Regions from separate parts of the Sus scrofa genome. Here regions 1 and 2 are each linked to region 3. A link is a contact called in public Hi-C and promoter capture Hi-C data. All regions are on one chromosome and are shown on one strand. The core of a region is the stretch at or near the end of the contact, and the rest is flanking DNA. Distances in the headings are between cores, read along the strand shown. Region 1 holds the start of FAM169B (protein FAM169B). Region 2 overlaps FAM169B (protein FAM169B). Region 3 holds the start of IGF1R (insulin like growth factor 1 receptor).

Region 1 (4,136 bases), core at 701-3,200, 390 kb after region 3:
ATATCTTCTGGATCCACTCCTCTGTTGATGGAATTTAGGTTGTTTCCATGACTGAATTCTGATTTTGGGCAGGAGTTGAATGAGAAAGAGGGGAATTTTCAGTCCATAAAAATTCTTTCTAGTTTTTTGTTTTGTTTTGTTTTGTTTTTTTAAAGAATATGTAGGAGTTCCCATTGTGGTTAGTGGGTTAAGAATCAACATAGTGTCCCTAAGGATGTGGGTTCGTCCCCTGGCCTCGCTCAGTGGGTTAAGGATCTAGCATTGCCACAAACTACTGGGTAGGTCCCAGATGAAGCTCTGATCTGGTATTGCTGGCTGTGGCATAGGCTGTCATCTGCAGGTCTGATTTGATCCCTAGCCTGGGAACTTCCATATATCGAGGGTGTGGCAGTAAAAAGGGGGGGGGGGAAGCATGTAATCAGGTACTGTGTCAGTATGTAGAAAAACACAAAAGCTTAAAAAGTGTAACAAGGCCTTTGAAGAAGTACATTTTACAGCAGAAATTAATGAACCTTCAGCCCTATGTGCCAACAGCTTAAGTAACATTCACCATTTTCAGGGGCTCAACAAAGGCACAGAGATTTGTTCCCACCTCAGGGCCTTTGCACTTGCTATAGCCCTTGCCATTTTCCCTTCCTACATGTTTACTGCCCTGACTTTCTTCATATTTTTGCTTGAAAGTCATCCTTTCAACAAGGCTTACAATTAACTATTTTAAATTGTAAAACTCCCTTCCCATTCCCTCTCTCTATTTTTTTCCTTAGCTCTTTTTAAAAATATACGTTAAATCTAGAACAGTAAAAGGCATATAGTAGGAATTTAATAAATATGTACTGAATGAAAACAAGGTATTTGGAGGAGTTAAGTGCCCAGAATGCTATCATCCAAGGATCTCTGAGTTTTCATCATTGTAGAAAATGAAATCTCACACTTCCAAGAGGTGACTCTGGGCTCTAAGACACAGTCAATACATCCTGCATAATGTGCAATGGAAGTAGAGCTGGGACCATTTTCATCCTCTAAATGGGGGTGCCCTGGTCTTCCCTAGGGTGTGTTGCTCCGAAGCTGGGGTCACATGGCAGGGAGTAGATAAGAGGTTCCTCTGAGCCACTGTTTGCTGGGGTGCAGGCAGAAGTTAAATGAATTCCAGACTCATCCTGGGAGGTAGAGGATCATAACGGCTGAGAATGTAGCTTAAGGGAGCCAGTCCAGAAGGGCAAACCTCAGAGCTGACAACCAAACAGGGGAGGTGCCAGCTCACTGACCACAGGCCTTTGGGTTCCAAGGCCATTGGCATTTTGACACCACCCCTGCTCCCCACCTCTCCCGTTAAAAAACACCTTGAAACAAGTCAAGAAGAAATACTAGAGAAACAGGTGCTTCTCATTGACTTTTGCTATTTCAAGTGAGCACAAGCTTAAACATTTAATACATAAAAGCATCAGTTATCAGAAAAAGCACTTTATAGTCAGGGGAAAAAAAACCTGAAAAGACTGAAAAAATGGTGGAAAAGATTACTGGATGTCCTGCATTATGGGTGCATATTGTCTTCTAGCTAGTTTTCGACTGTGTAAATTTTCAAAAAGGGATACTACAAGGGATGCTAGCCCATAGAAACAGAAATACTAGAAGGAAGTGGAAAGGGGCGCAGACATCGGGGTATCGCGTCCAAGCTGAGGGGTACTGGCAAGCGCTTGGGGATGAGAACAACTTCTCCAACATTTGTAAGAGGAATACCAGCTGCTCCTCAGAGGTGGTGAGTTCGCTTTGCAAAGTGTGTAGGGAGCCGGGGGGTCGCTCGCGAGGCACGCAAGACTGTGGCCCCAGGGCAGAGGGCGAGGGAGGGGAACAGGGACACCAGGGACAGTCCCCAGGGCTGGTACGGGGAAGCCCCAGGAGAGGAGGCGGGGACGGGGGCGGCCTGGGGGAGGGGGCGGGACGGGGCGGGGCGCTGCGCCCGGGGAGCAGGAGCTTGGAGATGGAGGCTGGCGGCCGAGCTGCAGGTAAGGGGAGCCCCGACCAGCCGGCCCGGAGCCCGCCCGCCTCCCTGGCCGTCGGCCACGCGGGCCCCACCCCGAGTGTCGGGTTTCAATGGCTGGGCTGGGCAAAAAGCTACTGGCCTCTGCGCTGCAAAACGAGACCGTAAACAGCGCGCCGGGGCCAGGGGAACTTTCCCCGGAGTCTGCGCCAGGGCGCCGCGAGCTGCGCACCTGTCGCCGCCGGGGAACGTAATGGCTAGCGTCCCGGGATGTCGGGGGACGGGACCCGCGGGGCTCCGGCGCTCATCCTGAAGGGCAACCCCTGTAGCGAGGGGTTGCGACCTGTAGCGACCGCTGACCTGGCCTGGCGAACTCCTTGCTTTCCCATAGCCTTGGTGGCTTTGTCTGTGAAATGGGAAGAGCCCGGTAGGGAAGGTAGCGACCGCTGACCTGGCCTGGCGAACTCCTTGCTTTCCCATAGCCTTGGTGGCTTTGTCTGTGAAATGGGAAGAGCCGGGTAGGGAAGGTGCAGGAAAGCACCTCAGGTGATGGCGGGCGCCCCTGTCGCCCCCGCCCTCCGCCGTCCCAGGTCTGCAGCTTCCCGCCCCGCGTCCGGTGCGCAGCTGGCATGCTGACCCGGGTTAGCCGGCAGGCGAGTCTGGATTTGGGAGCGCCGCCCCTACCCCAGAGCCTGCCACCTCCCACGCGTCCCTTGCCGGCCCCCTCTCTGGAGAACTGAGCGGAGCCATGCGACATCTGAGTCTGAAAGCACGTGGAACAGCCACTCTCAGGGGTTTCTACCGGTCCTGCAAAGGAAAGAGTGTTTAGAAGGGAGCAAGCATAAGGTCATTGGATGCCCAGAAAGTGCCTCTTTCCCTGTTGCACCCTTATCTTGTTTCCGCGGGGACCAGCGGCAGGAACGGGCTCCTTGGCCAGGTCCTTATGTCCCCTGCACATCTAGTTTGGCCCTGGAGCCTTGCACCCACATGCAGTCAGACAAAGATTTTCTCCCACCGCACATCCCTGTGAGGGAAAACCCAATCTTATGGAAGCTCATCTGCCTTTTATTAGGTGCCAACGTGGGCAAATTGCTTGTTTTTATGACCCATATTCAAAAGCTGTGATTTTGACTTATTTCCCCCGTTTTGAAGAAAGTGAGTTAAGGAGAAAAGATGGTCATTAACCATTTGTATGAATTATTTACATCTTCCCTGAAAGTTTCCATTAGTCTAGAGATTGAAAAAAGGGTTTTGTCTCCAGTTTTAGAGGGAGAAGTACTATTTCGTTTTTGATTTTTCTGTGGTCATTTGTGGAAAGTTGGTCGTCAGGACTGTGGATAGTGAGTGCTTGTTTATTGCCAGTTTATTGTTTGAGAACTGAGGCAAGAAGAAAAATCAACTTGCCTCTTTTCTTTTTCTTTTCTTTTCTTTTCTTTTCTTTTCTTTTCTTTTCTTTTCTCTTCTTTTCTTTTCTTTCCGTGGCTGCAGCTGTAGGCTCTGGAAGTTCCCAGGCCAGGAGTCAAATTGGAGCCTCATCCTAGAGCTTTACCATAGCCATGGCAACGCCAAATCCTTAACCCTTGGATGGAAGCCAGGGATCAAACCCTCATCCTCACAGAGACAATGTCAGGTCCTTAGCCACAACTCACACTTTTGATATCACCTTTCTCACCTGCAAAATGGAGAATTTGCCCACTTGGGGACTTACTGTACAGAAATAGCTCATGTATTTTGAACACTTAGCAGGTCTGCACACAAAATTGCTCAGTTTAGCGTTCTCCTTTCCCTTCCCCCTCAGAGTGGTGCCGTGAGTCAGAGAGTTCCTCCCAACTCTTTTTTTTTTTTTTTTTTTTCCGTAGGGCCACACCCAGGACATATGGAGGTTCCCAGGCTAGGGGTCTGATCTAATCAGAGCTATAGCTGCCAGCCTATGCCATAGCCACAGCAATGCCAGATCCAAGCACGTCTGCAACCTACTCGACAGCTGATGACAATGCCAGATCCTTAATTCATTGAGTGAGGCCAGGGATCGAACCCGCAACCTCATGGTTCCTAGTTGGATTCATTAACTGCTGCACCACGACGGGAGCTCCTCCTGTAACTTTTAGAGCTGCTCTTATTCTACCTAATCTTACTCTGCTTAAATGGGACAAGTAAT
Region 2 (4,033 bases), core at 927-3,426, 430 kb after region 3:
AACACTCAGCCTTCAAATTGCTGCTAATTTATTTACGGTTTTTTGGTGATTGCATGTCATGTGCACCCTGAGAAAAACAAGCAGGGAATCGAAAAATGATGATTTTTTCTTGGAAAAGCATGCCCATCCTAGGCCTGCAGAGACAGCACGAGCCAAGGCAAACATTCAGATGAAACCAGAGCCGCTGTGGAGCCACCTTCCCAGTGGCTGTCATGGGCTGGGGGATGGTGGATTGCGACATGGCAGGCGCAGGGCCAGGCCTTCACTGTGCTCCATTTGGGGCAGGTGGGTGGTGGGTCAAGATGGATGGGTGGGTGGAAAGTGAGGTGTGCTCCTGAGGTGCCCAGAGCACTTTTGCAGAACTGGGAGGCCCTTTCTGGGATGTTTTTACCTCTGGCCAGGCTGCCCAGGTTTGGGGCAGGGGGAGGAGCTTTGAATCTCTGACCTCCAGAAGGGACCTGGTTGGAACAGCTCCTAGTAGTGTGCCTTGAAGGGAAAGATCTGGCTTCCTGGAGAGTGGGAAGGATGAGACTAAACCCAGAGCTAACCCAGCTCTCTCTCTCTCTCTTTTTTTTTTTTTGGTCTCTTTGTGTCGAATCTGCAACCTACGCCAAAGCCACAGCAACACGAGATCTGAGCCGTGTCTGCGACCTACACAGCAGCTCATGGCAACTCAGGATCCTTAGCCCACTGAGCAGGGCCAGGGATTGAACCCTCATCCTCATGGATACTAGTTGGGTTTGTTGCTGCTGAGCCACAGTGGGAACTCCTAACCCAGCTCTTTTTAGCTGAATGAGCCTATCCACTATCCTCATGACTCAGTGAAGTGGTTTATGTATCTCTGGTAAAAACCAAGCTAATATGATGGGAGGAGAGGCTTGCCAACCTGGTAAAATCTGGGAAGTAATTGCAGTTTTTCTGGCTTTGAAGTGTGAGGAACCCCACAGACTCTTGTACCCCAAATTTGTAGGAATAACCTGGTTAGCAGGCACCTACTGGTGTAGCCTCCCATGATCCTGTGGACGTTAACTTTTGTTTAAGTCTGTATTTGCTTTTTGGATGTTGCAGAGATAGACCTAAGCCTGAAATGGGTCCCATTCTCCCACCTGCCAATTAGAGGAGTCCCGCTTAAGTGGGTTTGACAGTTTGGGGGAAAAAGAGTTCTGGCCAAAAACTCAGCCTCGATTTGAATACCTGCTCCTCTTGGTGGTTAAGGTGCCCATGTGGCCCTGTAAGCTCGGCCAGTGTCAGGTGGTCCCCAGGTTGAGCAGGACCCAACTTCACATAAACTAAGAGAGCTCCATGCTACATATGGAGAAGAGAGTTCTGTTTTCCTTGGGCCATGACAGATTGAAGGGCTATTTGCAGTGACAGCACTGTGTTTTGGCTATTGTTTGGGATTTTCTTCTTTATTCCATGTTAATTGACGGCACTTACTGTGAGTTGGATTTCAATATAGGGAAAAACAGCATCCCACAAACAAACAAAGACATTTCGTTCTTACCAAGGGACTAATGGTATTTGGAAGACAGAGACACCCCGAGGAAAATATTCTGTGTCAAGGATGAAGCCATTGTCCAGGGGCCGGGCTGCTTCTTCGAGGGTTTTACTGCTACAGCTTGGGCTGTCCGCATCTCTCTGCCCTGAGAAACTCAGTGTGCTTGCCTTGGTGGAGCCTGTGATTTTAAGATTTTCTTTCCTAGGACTTTCCTGGTGGCTCAGTGGGTTAAAGATCCAGTGTTGTCACTGCTGTGGCTTGGGTTCAATCCCTGGCCTGGTAAATTCTGAGTGTAGCCTCCCCCTGCCCTGCCGCAAAAGGGATGCCTTTCCTAGGTAGACCAGCCCTGGTGTGGGTTTCTTTTCTGCCTCTAACACCTGGCTGTCCAGCTGTGCCTCAGGATCCAGGCACCCCATCTCACCCCAACTTCCTTGAGTTAAAATCTCGACTTATGAAAACAAAATTGCTTAAGGCCAGAAAGGCCTGAGAACCACAGAGAGGCTGAGGCAAATATACTGCAAACCAGATGTTTCTTTCTCCATGGCAAAGAGGCGCCCAAGTTCACAGGGCATCTGGGGAAGTGTTTTCCTTTAAGGAAGACATCTGTATGGAAATGGTAGCCCGAGTAATGCGATGTGACAGTTGCTATGTCAACTTGAGGATTTTTCCCCTCCCCTTAAATTATTGACCAGCTCAGTCAATGTTGCATAAAAGTCATGCAATGCCTTGGAATGTGTTTATGTGCTCTCCCCTGCCAGAACTTTTCAGCATTATTTTTTTCCTACATGTATTTTGCTTTGGGGAAGATGACCTGTCACTTTGGTTTAACTGTGCTCTTTTTTTGAGGGGGGGGGATTACATATTTTTTAGATTTGTAATGGGGCAATGGTGGCTTAGACTCCAGGAAAGCGACTGGGGGAGGTGGGTGGGGAGCAACAGGAGAGCCTGAAGCTCCTTCAGTTGTGATTGGAGAAGTATAAACCATGGGCCAGTACATGAACAACTTGAAGTTAGTGTGGGGAGATAAGGTGTGTGTGCATGTGCATGTGCAGGCATGCACTCTCAGGCACATGTGCACTCAGCCTCCTTGGTTCCTCTGTAATATGGGGTATGGACTTTCTCTGTCTCTTTGCTCAGCTTGGGCTGTGTATTTGGATGGCCACCCTGACCTTGCTGTCTCTAACAAGCATTTCAGAACTGAAACCCTCACACCTCCTCCTTGTTCTCACTTCCTGCTGGTGAAAGCACCTCTGTCCTGCTCAAGCTTGGTTGCCCACTGCCACTCCTGCCTGCCCCCTCTCTTCTGCCTTTGGGCCAGTTTGATTCACAGGTGGTCTTTTTTGCCCCCCTGAGGATCTTCCTCCCATCCAGCATGATTGTTGCACTCAGCCCCTCCACACTTCCTGGTGGGATCATCACAGCCTCCCATTGTCCTCCCTGCCTCCAGCCTCACCTGCTTTGTAAACCATTGCTCCAATCATGTCTGTCATTGATTAGACTCCCCCGGAGACTCATTTCGAAGTCATTACCTCAACCTGGTCCCCAGAGCCCCCAGCACTGGAGTCCAGTCTGGCTCAGGCCTATTCTTGGAACTCTGCCTCAGCTCTCCTAGACAGCCAGCTATGGTCTGAATGTTTGTGTCCCCTGCCAAATTTATATGTTGAAATCCTAAGCCCATGTGATGAGGTTGGGATGTGGGGCCTTTGGGGGCTGCTTAGGTCATGAGGGTGGAGCCCTCTTGAGTAGGATTAGTGCCCTTATCAGAGAGACCCCAGAGGGCTCCCTTGCCCTTTCTGTCACAGAAGAACACAGTGAGAAGTTGGCCATCTGCAGTCCAGGAGGGCTGTCATCAGAACCTGACCATGCTAGTACCCTGATCTCAGACTTCCAGCCTCCAGAAGTGTGAGAAATAAATTTCTGTTGTTATAAGCCACCAGACTGTGGTATTTTGTCACGGCAGTGTGAATGGATGAAGACACAGCCCCAGGTGGGTGCCTGATGCTGTTCACATCTTAGGCACTGGTCATGGTATGTGTGGTCACGGCCTGGTGGCCTGTCTTGCTCCTGCTGGGCGGTGTCTTCTGTCCTGGATCTCTAGTGCCAAGTATAGTGCCTGATACTTGTCAGTGTTTGCTGAATAAATGGCAGCCTCCCTCCCCTCCCCAAAGTACAAAAGGAGATTTGTTCTATTAAAGACTTTCTCTGCTGGCAATTCTTTCTCCTCGGTGTCTTGGCTTGTCCCCTCCTCATCTCTGTCTCATCTTTGTCTTCCCTACTCTGCTGGCCTTTTTGGGGCCTGGGCCCAGCTCTATCCCCTTGTCTCTCTGTCCATTATTCACCTGGAGCATAGTGCTTAGACCAGGGGCTGTGGAATGACTGGGACCCAGTTCACATCCAGTCCCAGTGCTGCTGTTTATAAGCATATGACCTTGACTATCTTAATCCTTCAGAGCCTCCTCTGAACAAAAGGGTCAGCCAGCCACTCAGTGGGTTGTTGGACCTATAGCTCTGGTGGATGTCATTACTTTAACACAG
Region 3 (3,785 bases), core at 193-2,692:
GGTAAACGCGCTTTCCAGCCGTGATGTTGTTGTTTTCAATGAACCTCTCGCGCCCCGCACTCCCCGCCCCAGCCCCTCCTCCCCTCCACTGGTAGCTCCGCGGCGGAGCCCGGACGGGCGCCGGGGGCATTGTTTTTGGAGTCTTGCGGGAGGGGAGGGCGCGTGCAGGGTGGCCGGCGCAGTGCGGGTGGGGGCGAGAGCGTGTGGGCGCGCGCACGCGTGTGCCCGCGAGGGCGAGAGGCGGGGGCGGTGCCTCGCAGCTTCGCATCCCACGCCCGGGCTCCGCTCCGCACGTCCCTGGAATCCCGAGCTCCGGCTCTTGGCGCGCGCCGGCCTGGGCCGGGCCCTCGGCGCGCGGCGGCTGCGGCTGAGGCAGTTCCAGTGTATGCGCGGGCGCGTGTGCGCGGCCTCGAGCGCGCGCGCGAGCCCCCAGTGTGTGGCAGCGGCGGCAGCGGCGCGGCGAGGCTGAGGCTCTTGTTTACCAGCATTAACTCCGCTGAGCGGAAAAAAAAAAAAAAAAAAAAAAAAAAAAAAAAAAAGGAAAAAAACCCGAGGAGGAGCGAGCGCACCAGGCGAACTCGAGAGGCGAGCGAGGGAGAGGGACGCCGCCTGCAAGCCTGCCCCCAGCGCACCCGTGCCCGGCGCTTGGAGACCCTCGTCCCCGCTCCACGGGCCCTCCACGCCCCTCCCGCGCGAGGGGAGCTCCACGGCGCGCCGCGCGCCTCGGCTTTGACCTTCAGCGAGCCGGAGCCCCCGCGCGCGGAGCCGGCGGCAGCGGGCGGGGGCCGGGCGGGGGCCGGCGCGGGGCGGGCAGCGGCGGCGCGGAGCCCGGGCGGCGCGGCAGGAGTGCTGAGCGCGGCGCGGCCGGCCCGCCGCTTTGTGTGTGTCCTGGATTTGGGAAGGAGCTCGCGGCGGCGGCGGCGGCGCTGAGGGAGGAGGAGGCGGCGGCGAGTGGAGCCTGGAGGAGGAGGAGGGGGAGCCGCTCATTCATTTTTACTCCGCATTTCTGCCCCCGGCCGGCCTCTCCTGAGACCCAGACTTCGGGGCAATCTTGCGAACTGCGTCGCGCCCTCCCACCGCTAAGGCTCAGGGGTCGGACAGTCTCCCCCTCCTTCTGGGGTCGGGTTTGTTTTTCCTCGCTGAGACGGATTTGGGCTTTGCCTCTTTTCTTTGCAGTTTTTCATCCTCTCCTGCCTCTCTCGGTTTGAAAATGGAGGCCGACGACGCCGACAGCCCGCCCCGGCGCGCCTTGGGTTCCCGACTCCGCCGAGCCCTGGGCCGCGGTTGCCGGCGCTGAGGGGCCGCCCCGTCCGCGCTGCCCGGCGGACCCCCCGACCGGCGCCGCCTTTGGAGTATTGTTTCCTTCGCCCTTGTTTTTGGAGGGGTGGGCGAAGACTGAGTTTGAGACTTTTTCGTTTCCTCCCCCCCTTTTTTTTTGAGAAAGGGGAATTTCGTCCCAAATAAAAGGAATGAAGTCTGGCTCCGGAGGAGGGTCCCCGACCTCGCTGTGGGGGCTCCTGTTTTTCTCCGCCGCGCTCTCGCTCTGGCCGACGAGTGGAGAAAGTGAGTATGTGCCCGCCGCCCGCGGCCACTGCGGGAACTTTTCCTCCGAGGGGCTGCGCCCTGTTTGCGAAACCCGAGTTGCCACCGTCGCAGCTGTCGGGCTCCCGGGCTCGGGAGTCGCGGGGCGGGGCGCCGAGGGGCTCGGCCGAAAGGCCGGAGGGGCCCCGGGGCCCAGGCTTGTTAGTTTGGAGCCCCGCGGGCCCCAGCTCCGCGCATCCCCGCGCGGGAAGGGCCTCGGTGTTTTCTCTTCCTCTGTCCCGAGAGCCTTGCCCGGGGGGCCCGCTGTCTTCGAAGCTCTCATGCTTTGGCGGCCCGCGGTCGGGCTGGGAGCTGGGGCTCCAGCCGAGAAGTTCGCATCCGGCCGGCCCCGCCACCCGCACCTTGCGCCTCTCGAGGCGCGCGGGGCCGCCCCGCACTCAGCGCTGGTCACCGCTCAGCGCTCAGGCGGCGGTGACAGCTCATGCAGCACCCTCGCTGCTTGGGCGGACTCTGTGCCCGGTAGCAGGAGTGGGCAGCCCACCAGCCTCAGGGGTGCCCGGCGGAGAGGCCCCGCAGTCCCCAGGACAGGTTACCAAATATCCTAGCGCGGCCTCCTGTCGTCCAGCCTTGCCCCTTGGGCTCTTTGGGTTCCTGGCCTTCCCTGTCGCTTTCACCGGACTCCGTGCGGTCACCTGCCCCCCGTTTCTTGGGGCTGCTCAGTATGGCTCAGGGATGCGGGAAGCGTTCTCGCCTAGATCTCCACCCCTCCATGCACCCCCTGGAAAAGTGCGAGGTCCGGGCCCTGTATCAGTCGGGCTCTTCCGGGAAGCGCGTCCAGACCCCTAGTAAGAGTTCTGGGATCTTCTCCCAGTTTCTACCGGACTCTGGACGCTCTTGGCGGAACTAGGGGGTGGTAGGACAGCATCCGAGTGTGCGGGAGTGGGTGTGTGGTCGGAGCCGACGTGCATTTCCACACACGTGCTCACAACGCGAGGCTTTAGCTGCAGCCACATGGCTGCTCAGGGACACCCAGACGCCCGGCCCTGGCGAAAGGTATCTTGTGTCGTCGTTTATGGAGCTCCAGGGTCTGCGACGGAGGGTGTTTTGTTTTGCAAGCGCGCAGCCCTGGCCTTGGTTTCGTGGCCATAGTTTTGTTGCACTCCCCCCCTCCCTGCCCCGCACTTCCTTTGTACACAGTTAATAAGGATATCGCTCCACACGCTATCGCTTGCAATCTGATAGCTTTTGTTTTGGTAGCGTCGGGTAGGGGGCAGGGAAGTGCTGGGAGGGAGGGAGAACTTAGGGCCCCGCGGGTGTGTGGAGGGGTGAAAGGAGAGGGTTCTTTTCTTCTCAAAACATTAAAATGAGGCTTACTGGTACATTCTCGATGGCAGGGTAACTTGAACACGATTAAAGTTTAAATGCAGTCACAGAACTGGGGCTGGGAACGGCGAGGGCGTGTTGGTGAGTAATGGTTGCCAAGGGTATGCAGGTGGTGCCAGTTAACTTTGAAAATCACGACTGAGCCTTGAAGAGTGAGGGGGAGAATTGCGAGGCAGCGGGGCCATCTGGCCCCATTACAGGGGCAGTTCGGAAAGGCTGTTCGCGTAAACAAACCCTTAAACATTTTGTAAGAAATGAGTCCATGATGGAGTAAGGGCAGATTTTTATAGAATTAGTGTGTGGACTGCATGGAGTAAGACTCAGATTGTGTCCGGACCTTCCTCAAATCTGAGCTCTCCTGCTCTTTGTTTTCTAAACTTTCAGCACACTGGATTGGGCGAAAGGCTTTCGGCTCCCTTCTAAGGCTCGCAGATGGTGTTTAGGGGCACAGAGGAGGGTTTCAAGCCTTTAAAAACTATATGTAATTAAGGAGACACAGGAAAGTTGATCCATTTTATTATGGCATGTTGTCGAACTGTGTGGTGTCTCTAGCTTTATTGTTCAATGTTGGTAAATTCTGAAATTCACAATAGCAGGGATGGCCCTGCTTCTCCATGCAAGAGTCCGGCATTTTAAAATAGGATGTCTTGTTTGGAGTTCTTCATGAAGGGTGGGTTTTTGGGGTTTTTGATTGTTTGTTTGTTTTTCTTGAGAAAACAGGCAGGAGGAGAAGGGGCATTTTAATGTACTTTTATAATCCAAGATGTCAGCGCTTTTCTCAAGGATCCCTTGAAAATGGTTGGTCTCTGAAAACTTGATGGATGGGCAGAAGGCACCCCAATCCTGGTTATGGTTTGTTG

What was found. Promoter capture Hi-C pulls out the DNA fragments that hold promoters and counts their contacts. Hi-C and Micro-C count contacts between places; a contact is called where the count stands out from the background.
Region 1: a promoter capture Hi-C map of fetal skeletal muscle shows a contact between it and region 3, with 9 times the contacts expected there. The contact joins the promoter of FAM169B here to the promoter of IGF1R in region 3. A contact is called at or near these places in 2 of 5 promoter capture datasets (fetal liver and fetal skeletal muscle), 4 of 47 Hi-C or Micro-C datasets (embryonic fibroblasts, heart right ventricle and retroperitoneal adipose tissue) and 1 of 2 datasets of contacts at active chromatin or transcription factors (skeletal muscle).
Region 2: a contact with region 3 is called in a Hi-C map of embryonic fibroblasts, with 2.5 times the contacts expected there. The contact joins the enhancer-like site here to the promoter of IGF1R in region 3. A contact is called at or near these places in 1 of 5 promoter capture datasets (fetal skeletal muscle), 6 of 47 Hi-C or Micro-C datasets (embryonic fibroblasts, fetal skeletal muscle, mesenteric adipose tissue and 3 more) and 1 of 2 datasets of contacts at active chromatin or transcription factors (skeletal muscle).

What each region holds. Positions count from the first base shown.
Region 1 is chr1:137,295,014-137,299,149 of Sscrofa11.1, reverse strand. It overlaps FAM169B (protein FAM169B), which reads left to right and starts at 1,950. Exons shown (of 9, transcript XM_005659772.3): 1 at 1,950-2,003. The coding sequence starts at 1,979.
Region 2 is chr1:137,258,409-137,262,441 of Sscrofa11.1, reverse strand. The region is part of intron 3 of FAM169B (protein FAM169B); the gene reads left to right. Among named protein-coding and RNA genes, the nearest start is that of FAM169B, 37 kb to the left of the region's middle. Within about 2 kb of position 2,176, at least 5 of the 83 cell types and tissues checked have an H3K27ac peak or open chromatin away from gene starts, as enhancers often do. A contact at or near this core is called in embryonic fibroblasts, where this site is marked.
Region 3 is chr1:137,688,090-137,691,874 of Sscrofa11.1, reverse strand. IGF1R (insulin like growth factor 1 receptor) reads left to right here and starts at 1,442. Exons shown (of 21, transcript NM_214172.1): 1 at 1,442-1,563. The coding sequence starts at 1,470.